3 separate regions of the Gossypium hirsutum genome follow, and regions 2 and 3 are each linked to region 1. The links are chromatin contacts, called in public Hi-C maps. All regions are on one chromosome and are shown on one strand. The core of a region is the stretch at or near the end of the contact, and the rest is flanking DNA. Distances in the headings are between cores, read along the strand shown.

What was found. Hi-C and Micro-C count contacts between places; a contact is called where the count stands out from the background.
Region 2: a contact with region 1 is called in a Hi-C map of leaf, with 2.6 times the contacts expected there. The contact joins the promoter of LOC107948940 here to the promoter of LOC107948591 in region 1. A contact is called at or near these places in 5 of 34 Hi-C or Micro-C datasets (hypocotyl and leaf).
Region 3: a Hi-C map of leaf shows a contact between it and region 1, with 2.8 times the contacts expected there. The contact joins the promoter of LOC121203000 here to the promoter of LOC107948591 in region 1. A contact is called at or near these places in 3 of 34 Hi-C or Micro-C datasets (all in leaf).

The regions. Positions count from the first base shown.
Region 1 is chrA04:77,139,406-77,142,634 of Gossypium_hirsutum_v2.1, reverse strand. It overlaps LOC107948591 (protein MET1, chloroplastic), which reads left to right and starts at 1,499. Exons shown (of 7, transcript XM_016883202.2): 1 at 1,499-2,423; 2 at 2,787-2,893; 3 at 2,988-3,082; 4 at 3,192-3,229. The coding sequence starts at 2,044.
Region 2 is chrA04:77,428,043-77,431,050 of Gossypium_hirsutum_v2.1, reverse strand. It overlaps LOC107948940, which reads left to right and starts at 1,717. Exons shown (of 2, transcript XM_041111406.1): 1 at 1,717-2,962. The coding sequence starts at 1,854. The coding sequence ends at 2,672. It overlaps LOC121228167 (a long non-coding RNA gene), which reads right to left. Exons shown (of 4, transcript XR_005925698.1): 2 at 2,740-2,928; 3 at 2,517-2,631; 4 at 2,074-2,213.
Region 3 is chrA04:77,593,187-77,596,178 of Gossypium_hirsutum_v2.1, reverse strand. It overlaps LOC121203000, which reads right to left and starts at 1,661. Exons shown (of 6, transcript XM_041111412.1): 1 at 1,291-1,661; 2 at 1,034-1,129; 3 at 176-237; 4 at 1-45. The coding sequence starts at 1,113.

The DNA of each region.
Region 1 (3,229 bases), core at 250-2,749:
TTGTTTCCTTATATGTGTATGATGGTCAGAAAAAGTAATAAAGAACTTGTGAGAAAGTTCAAAGAAGATATGGAGCAAACTTTCGAGATGACGGATTTGGGAGAAATGACTTACATTCTATTAATGGAATTAAAGTAGAAAAATGAAGAAGTGTTCATTGGTTAGAAGAAGTATGCTAAGGAAATTCTGAAAAAATCTAGAATAGATGAATGCAAGAGTGTAGATACTCCAAAAGTCGCAAAGAAGATAAAGCTGAAAAGTCGATGAAAACTTCTACAAAAGTCTAGTTGATTGCCTGATGTATCTAATGACTACAAGACTTGATATCTTACATTTTATAAGTCTAGTATCCAGATTTATGATTTGTGCAACTGAAACACATCTTACAATTGCTAAAAGAGTCCCTAGATATGTGAGAGGGACATTGGATTATGGAACCGAATTTTGTGCAAATCAAGATTATGTTTTGCAAGGGTATTCAAATAATGATTAGGGAGGTTCACTTGATAATTTGAAAAGCACTTCAAGTTACTGTTTCGAGTTTGATTCAGGTGTGTTCTTATGGTGTTGCAAAAAGCATAATATGGCGTCACAATCTACAACAAAACCTGAATTTTTGCAGCTAGTGTTGTTGTCAATCAAGCTTTTTGGTTAAGAAAAGTTTTAGTGGATTTGAATCTGAAACAAGAAGGATGCACAGAAGCGTTCGTTGATAATCAAGCTACAATTTCTATCTCTAACAATCTTGTTTTTCATAGGAAAACGAAACACTTCAATATCAAATTACTTTCTCTTAGAGAAGTGCAGAAAGAAGGTTTAGTTGGTTTAAAGTATTGCAAATTTGAATTTCAACTAGTTGATATATTTACAAAACCCTTACCAAGAAGCAAGTTTAAGTTTCTTAGAGAGAAACTTGGAGTTTGCTGCAACCAAAGCAATGAGGAATGTTGAAGTTGTACTTCAGCTGCTGCAAGATTTGGTCAAAACAAATTTTACTATTTTTTTTTCATTTTTTAAACCGTTTCATTATTTTAACTAATTTTAGAAGTTTGTTGATCATGAAATCGGGTAGTTTCTTAATTCTAGAATGTAATTGTTATATTTTTCATGTATTTAAATAACACTTCAACTGAATAAAAATCAACTGAATAAAAAAAAGTAACTTCACTAACAATTATTTCATTTTTTTCTTCTGCTGATATTTATTTTTGTTTCTTTTAATTTACAGGAAAATTTATTCCGACAATAATGTACTGAGATCAAGAAATAGAGTAGCTGACTGGGTGGTAAAGAGAACTAAGTTAGGCTCTTATCCCCTTTCTGGAATTTTTCTATTCCTGATTATCTCAAAATCCTCTTGTAATTCTCTCTCATGAATGAAATTATTATCTTTTGTTCAATAGCTGTGTAGACCATTGAGTGAGATGAGAGGAGGAGAGAGAGATTTTTCTTTTCCCTTCTTTTAAGGTCTCGCTGTCTTTGGGTGATGCACTGCGCTGATTTCTTTTTTATAATATATATATATTGGTGGCTGCATTAAAGTAGGTAAGTTTTACTGTGGCAATTTTTTCAGGAACCGTAAAAAACCCCTCTCTTTCGCTCTGCCAATTCTTGGAATGGAGAATTCATAAACTCTCACACTGCCCCCCCTGCTATATTTCTTCTTTGGCTTTTCCTTTTTTTCGATCTGATTCAATACTTCTATAAAAGTCTGTTCTTTTTCCATTCTTGAATGTGGGAATTTCTTTCTCTTTGGTTTGGATAATGAAATATATTGTAAATCTCTTTCCTTTTTTATACGTATGGGAAGAAATTGCTGGATCTGGGAGTGCCACGTGCTTTCATTTGGTTCAATAGAAAATTAACGAATCCAATCCACATCTGGTTTCCGACCAATCATATCATTCCTGTGATACAACCATGGCATTGGCTCCCACCACTTATCCCTCCTATCCTTGCTCTAACACTTGCTCACTGTTACCAGAGCCACTCAAAAGTTAAAAAACCTTCTGTTTTGTTAGCGTAGCAAATAGCAATACAACCATGGCTTTGGCTCCCACCACTTATCCCTCCTATCTCTGCTCTAACACTTGCTCACCCTTACACAGAGCCACTCAACCTCTCCTTTCTTCAACCAGGCATGTAGGAGTTAGATTCAACAGCAAGTGTTCAGCGTCTTTCTGCAGTGGCAAGGAGCAGCTAAAGCCATGGATTTTGGTAGCGAAAGCATCGGAAGGTGAGTCCCAAACCACAGAGCAGGAAGAGCAGCAGTACGAGGAGTATGAGGTAGAGATTGAGCAGCCTTATGGGCTCAAATTCAGAAAAGGCAGAGATGGTGGGACTTACATTGATGCTATTCAGCCTGGTGGAGCTGCTGACAAGGCTGGGGTTTTCACCGTTGGGGACAAAGTACTTGCCACCAGGTTAGCTTTTCTATTCATTCTTTTTCATTAGCAAAAGCAAACCTGCTGATAGCACCCATAGCCAACCTACTATTGCTAATTAAGAGGTGTGGACTTTAGAAGGCATTGCCACACTAATGTATTAATGAAATGAAAGATTGCCAGCTGCCCATCAAAAGACTCTACCAGTGTCAATTTATGGGCAATTTGCCTCGGATTAATGTTTCACCGTGACCCTTTCTCACACCTTCAACCATTTTTATCACATGAATCAAATTTTGTCACTGAGTGTTGTAATTGAATATCTGGTTAATGTTCAAGCTCTCGGTCTCATAGAGTGTTAAAATTAGAAGGTGACTTAATGAACCATTTATGGGAATGCAGTGCAGTGTTTGGAACAGAAATATGGCCGGCCGCCGAATATGGGAGGACAATGTACACCATCCGCCAGAGAATTGGTCCATTGCTTATGAAAATGCAGAAAAGATATGGTAAGTTATTATCCTTTGTTCATAATTAAATTGCCCCTTATGAACACTGCATCATAAGCTAAAAAATGTCAGCATTTCTTATATATTTTTCCAGGGAAGGTTGATGAAGGAGGCGAGTTAACAGAGAAGGAGATTATTAGAGCTGAGAGGAACTCAGGTGTAATTAGTGACAGAGTGAGGGAAATCCAAGTAAGTAGTACTTTCACTATCATTTTATAACCTTCACTGTATTAAAGTAATAAAATTTTCTGTGTCATAACAACAATATAATGTCCGCAACTTGCTGCTTGAATCTCAGATGCAAAACTATATGAGGAAAAAGGAACAAAAAGAACG
Region 2 (3,008 bases), core at 468-2,967, 290 kb before region 1:
CTCAACAGTCGGGTCAGGCGAGAGTTGTTACAATCAGAATAATCCAAAACAAAATATCAAAGTGGACTTATTAAGTTTAAGGGTTGAAAATTACATTAACCTTAAAAACTCATTTTGGAATGGAAATTGTGTGAGTTAGTGCTAGATAAAAAATCAAAAAATTGAAAAATATTAGAACTACGGTGTTTGAAAGGTTTTTGAAATAGGCCTAAGATATTATTTGATATTCCAGTTTGACATTTTTTTCTAATGTGGTACCTGTGTTATTTTTTGGTCTAATATGATACCTATATTTGACAAAATTTATATATTTTGATACCCAAAGGTAGCAATGTTAGCTTTTTAGTGTTTAATTCGAGTTTTTGAGTTGATTTGATGAAAGTTGATTTCTAATATTATTAGATTTGAATTTTTAATGATTTCAAAAAAAATAATTTTAGTATTAATTGTGAATTTGTTTAATTTTACGTTTAATTTGTCAAATATAGTCCGATGAATGTGATTTAATTCCGATTTTAGAGTTGATTTGATAAAAGTTAATTGTTGAAATTATTAGCTAATTATAAAATTTTTATCAAATTAACTCTAAAATTCATATTAAACACTAAAAAATAATATAAATACCATATTAAAAAAAATCAAACTTAAGTAACAAATTATGCATTAAACCTTTAACGTATAAATAATAATTTACTCTACACAAATTCTTTTTTTTATTTAATTTACAATTACATTATCTAGATGTAAAAATAAATATTTTATATTAAAAGAAAAACCAACCAAGTCTTAATAACAAATTAAAAAAATTAAGTCGAGTCATCAACTCAAAAGAACTATGAGCAGAAAGAAATTTCTTAGAAGGCGTCCCCATCAGCAGCAGCAGCGACCAAAGTCGGTGATTGTGAATACGCGCTACCTAGGTCAACACCTCCATCCTCTGCTCCAAAATCAAAAGTCCACAACTTCGGCTGCCCAAACACTGCTTACCCTATTTATTTATTCCTCTTACTCTCCAATCATGGCGCGTAGTCAAAGCACGGCTGATCCTCTTCGTCTTAATGCTTCTACATTCTGTACGCCACTTAATTGCGCGTAGGTCTAGTGCTTTTCTCGTTTTCTAATGTGAACCCGACGACCAAACCTAGCTTTAGTCTTTGGGTGTACAGATTATAGACCGACCTTTCTACCTGGCATATGAATCAAATTACAAAACTATTTAGGGTTAATACCACAAGACATACCCAAAATATACTCTAAATTCTAAATTAATCCTCAAGTTTCAAATTATTGTACTTCCATTACCTTCTTTGTCAATTAAATGTTAAATCTAGTCCAAATTTCACATAGAATATATTTAAAACACATGATAAAATTTTAAGGACATGGCTATCACATTAGATCATTTAGATTTAATATATGATAAAATGAAAGAAAAAAGAAATCTCTCTCTTAAATTTTAAGGACACATTCAATTCTTTTTTAATATATCAAATCAAAAATGTTAAATCCGAGCTAGTATTAATGTTCAAGTTGAAGGTTAACTAGATGGAAATATCTTATTATATGATATTTGATATTTTGATAATTCAATTAAAATGTTTTGAAGTTAAAGGATCAATTTTAAACTTAGACTATAAATTGAGGATGTTTGGAGCAATTAATCCAAGTTTAAAAAACTCATTTGTACGAGTCAAAATCGAAGCCCGTCGTCCCCCTTGTTTTTGCTGACTATATTTTGAGCCATTATTCATCATTATCATAATCATCATCTCACAATCACGGAAGCAAATTTGTGATTCTCACTAACTTCACTACATTTCAGCTATTCATTATTTTTTTGGTGCTGGTAAGCCATGAGGAACACAAAAAGTTCAAGTTCTGGGTGTTTCTCCGCCGTTTTCCGCCGGCTTTTTTGTTCGGGGACTCCTGAAACACATCCATCAGTCCCCATTATAGAGTTAAACGCCGTTGATATCATGGCTAAGGCTCAAGTCCAAGCATCTGAAAGTGGTCCTGGGATAGTGGCTAGGCTAATGGGGCTGGACACATTGCCAGACAACAACTGGGTTTGTAGAGGCAAAACTCCAAGTTCAGTTCCTCGGAGCAAGTCAGCCAATTTCATGGATTATATGCTGGATTTTGATTTAACAAAAGCCACTCATCGTCGAGTGAAAACGTCGACGTCGTTTCAGGAGCTACCGCAAAGTCCGCAGCTGTTGCAGCACAATCAAGAAACAATGTCTGAGCCAAGGAAATGGAAATCCCAAAGAGTAAATGGATCAAGTGGTAAGAATGTTAAGCAAAATGTGAATGTAAGAGAGAAAGTATGTTCCAAGAAGAAAAACAAGAAGATATCTAAGCTTAAAAACGAGCCAAGGAGAGTTTCTAGTAAACAATCTTTGAAGTCCAGTGGCTGCATTGGTGTAAATTCAAAGGCAAAAACTCCATTGGAGGAAGTATCTGTTAAGACGAAGAAAAAAAATCAATCTGCAGTTAGGAAAGTTGAGTATACTGACAGTAACTCGGAGGGCTCAAGTTCAAGTTTAAGCCCAGTTTCTGTCCTCTATGTCAATGATTTTGAGTCGACGAAAAACGAGGAGACTGCGTATTTCATGGAGTTGGTGGATAGACCTAGCAAAATGACAGATGAAGATATAAAATTCTCAAATTAGATAACGAAGAAACTTTTCACGTTTGAAGACTTTGAAGAAATCTGTGTGAAGCTTGAGGAGCAAATACTTGATTTAATGTTGCACCAAGTAGCTGATGAACTTGGGGGATTCCACACATGGAATGTTTGAAAACAAAAACCAACTTGGTGGGTACTTTGTGCAAAATCCAGAGTTTTTATCCTTCAAATCTACAGGTAAACCTTGAAAAATAAAATTCGAAGGAGTTGACCGAATTTGATTACTGGTGCGGTTGCCTCTGCTAGCAAATTGCAGCATGGAGTTAGTGTCAAGTAAGCAAAGGATATATGGGAATGATATTTTACATGTTCAGAAATT
Region 3 (2,992 bases), core at 412-2,911, 450 kb before region 1:
AGATTTCTTTCATTTGTTCAGCGAGTTCTTGCCTCTTCTTCTCAGCTGCATGCACCAAAGCCGGCAATTAACATCAGCAAGGTCTTTCGTTGGCTTTTTGTAGGATAATAGCAGGTTAAATTCACACACAGAATTTAGAAAAAGATCATAGTAACAGGACGAGACATGCACATACCCATACTGGAGATATCTTCTATCCTCTTTGATGTCCTCACAGCAAATCTTTGGAATGCAGGGCTGAAAAATAAAAAACATAAAAAACCAAAGAAGATAAAAAAGAAACAAAGGTTGGTCCTCGAAGGAATCATAGAGCAATGATTAATGTAAGCAAACAAACAATCAATGAAACTAAAAGGAAAAAGAACTCAGATTGCCTAAAACTATGAGAAAACTTTCCACCGGCTATTAAAGATCAAACTTCAATGTTCAATTATTTATTTTGTTCATATGAAAATTTTCTCAATCCCCCCCCCAACAAAAAAATCCAGTTCCAGATATTTTACACTGGAGATAGCATATGCCTAACATTAACAACTCTATCGAAGCAAACCAAATTTCGGAATCCTTTTCCTAGATGATTCACAAACTTTAAAAACAAAATTTGGTCTCAAGCATTTGAAAAGATATATTAAACAAAAAGTCAATATCATTTCAAATAAATTTGTACCAAAAAGGGAAAGGGGGCTGATTTTGAGGTAAAAATCTTCTCAAACCTCCTTAATCCATAATGCAAGGCATGTTGCACTATCGATGTGTGTGTGTGTGTGTGTGATTTGAGAATTGAGGCACTTTTGCTTCAAGTGAACGAACTGATGGGAAACAGAGCAGTCCCAGCAGCCAGAGAAAGAAGCTTCCATAAATAGTTAACAAACAACAAGCTATTTTCAAGTCTTTAGAATTACACGAACAAATATTCAACCTTTCTGATCTCGAGAAAATATTTTGATTTTTTTTCTTATTCTAGAAAAATAAATCAATAAGGAAAAAAAATCAATGGAAAATAATGAAAAATAAACCAGAGAAAAAAAGGTACCTATTTGCAAGTCTATCAACGACAAGCTCATTGACGACATAAGATATAACTCTGTGCATGAAATTTCCTCCTCCAGCCATGATCAGTTCCCAAAATCTGATAAAAAAATTAAAATAAAAACAAATATCAGATCAAAAAGCCCGAAGTCAAAAAAACCCTAATATTTTTGTTAGACAACAAAACAATCATTATGTAATTATATAAAAGGTTAAAAAAGAATTAACGCTAGGACTTATGATGATAAAGAGGAGTTTTACCTGGCAAATGAAAACGATGAAGACGATGTAGCAGGCTCCTTTGTTTCTCGAAGCTACCTGATCTCTGTTAAGGAGGCTTGAGTTTCGTTTATATCAGGCGCAGGCAGGACCGCACGAGTGTCCTTCTGAGTTGTGGGGTTGAAGCTGGGTCAGGGCTCAGGGGCTTTGATGGACCATGGCGATTAACAGGCCAGAAAACTTTTTTGTTGTCTAAACGAAAAGTTTAGCTCCTTGGGCCTTTCCAATTCTTTTTCTTTGTCTTGTTGGATTTATAGAATTCTATTTTCAACAATCAAGAAATTTTATATATTCTTTTACAAGGGAAATTACAAGTTTGATACATATTCCCGGACAAAGGATCGAGACGCAACTCCTCCAATTCAAGCAAGGTCACTTGTACATAAATTTACCTCATTCATCTTTTAAAAATTAATAATGTCTCGTGTCATATCTTATAACTTTAAAAGTCAATCAAATCTAAATGAGATACCCATAATTTTGTCAATTGAGTCTTAGTTCGATTGGCATTGGCATTATTGTCAATGCAGAAGGTCATGAGTTTGAGTACGTTGAAGTGCATTATCTTCCTATTTAAGGGTTGGGGAGGGGTTATGAGTAGTTCTAGGCATAGTATCAAAAAGAGCAGTTATGATAAGAACCTTAATGAAATTAATGTTAAAAAAAAAAAAGATATCCATAATCTTAAAATTAGACTTGTAAGCTAAAGTGATCATTTTTGAAAGACCCACATTAAATCTTCAAACCTATAAAAATAAAGCCTTACTACCAATGCCCTATGAGGTCAGGATACCAGCAATATTTTGCCTATAACCACTATGGTCAACCTAGTCATCACGAGGGATATTCGTACAACACCACCCATCTAGCCTACCAATAGTATCACTAGCAAATTTACACGCAACCTCAGCCTTAGTACTACCATAGCTACCTAAATCAATATGAACCTCAAGTTGCAACTTGCAAATAACCCCCTACCCCTATTGCCACTAACTGACCATTCCTCCATCCAAAACAATATGAATGCGAGCCAACAATATACAAAACTACCGAAGCAACTCAAGCTCCTTCAAGAATAGTTCCAACGACATCAAGGAACATTGCAATAAAATGCCCAGCTCATACATGAATTTGAGGCACGTAAAGGCCATTAGCAAAAAAATACTAAAAGACAAGATAATGACGAATTGGGAAGGACCCTATGTAAAAAAGGTTAGCTGTGAATCATATCAATTGGTACGATTCAATAGTAAGTTCATCCTAAGAATGCGTATATTATGTAGTAACACCATCCCAACTAATATTAATATGTGAAGAGAAGGTGTAAAGATTCCCTATTTGTGATTTGTGTCATATGGTGAAGGAAACTGTGAAGCATCTAATGATAGGGTGTCAATAAGTGGGGTTGATATGGTTTGAAGCATGTTATAGTATTCATGTTGATAGGCAAGTGATCAATTTTGTATTAATTAAGTCATAAAAATATGATAGGTCTTGCCCATAAATTTAGGCAATAAATGTCATTTCAAATTTGACATAGAGTACATATAAAACAACATATACATGAACAACTTTGATCAACATTTTTGAAAAAAAAATACTATGCCTATAAATTGAAGAGGGTTGTTTGTTTTGGGGGGTAAATTACACCAATAGTCATTCAACTTTAGGGTAGCTGACAAAA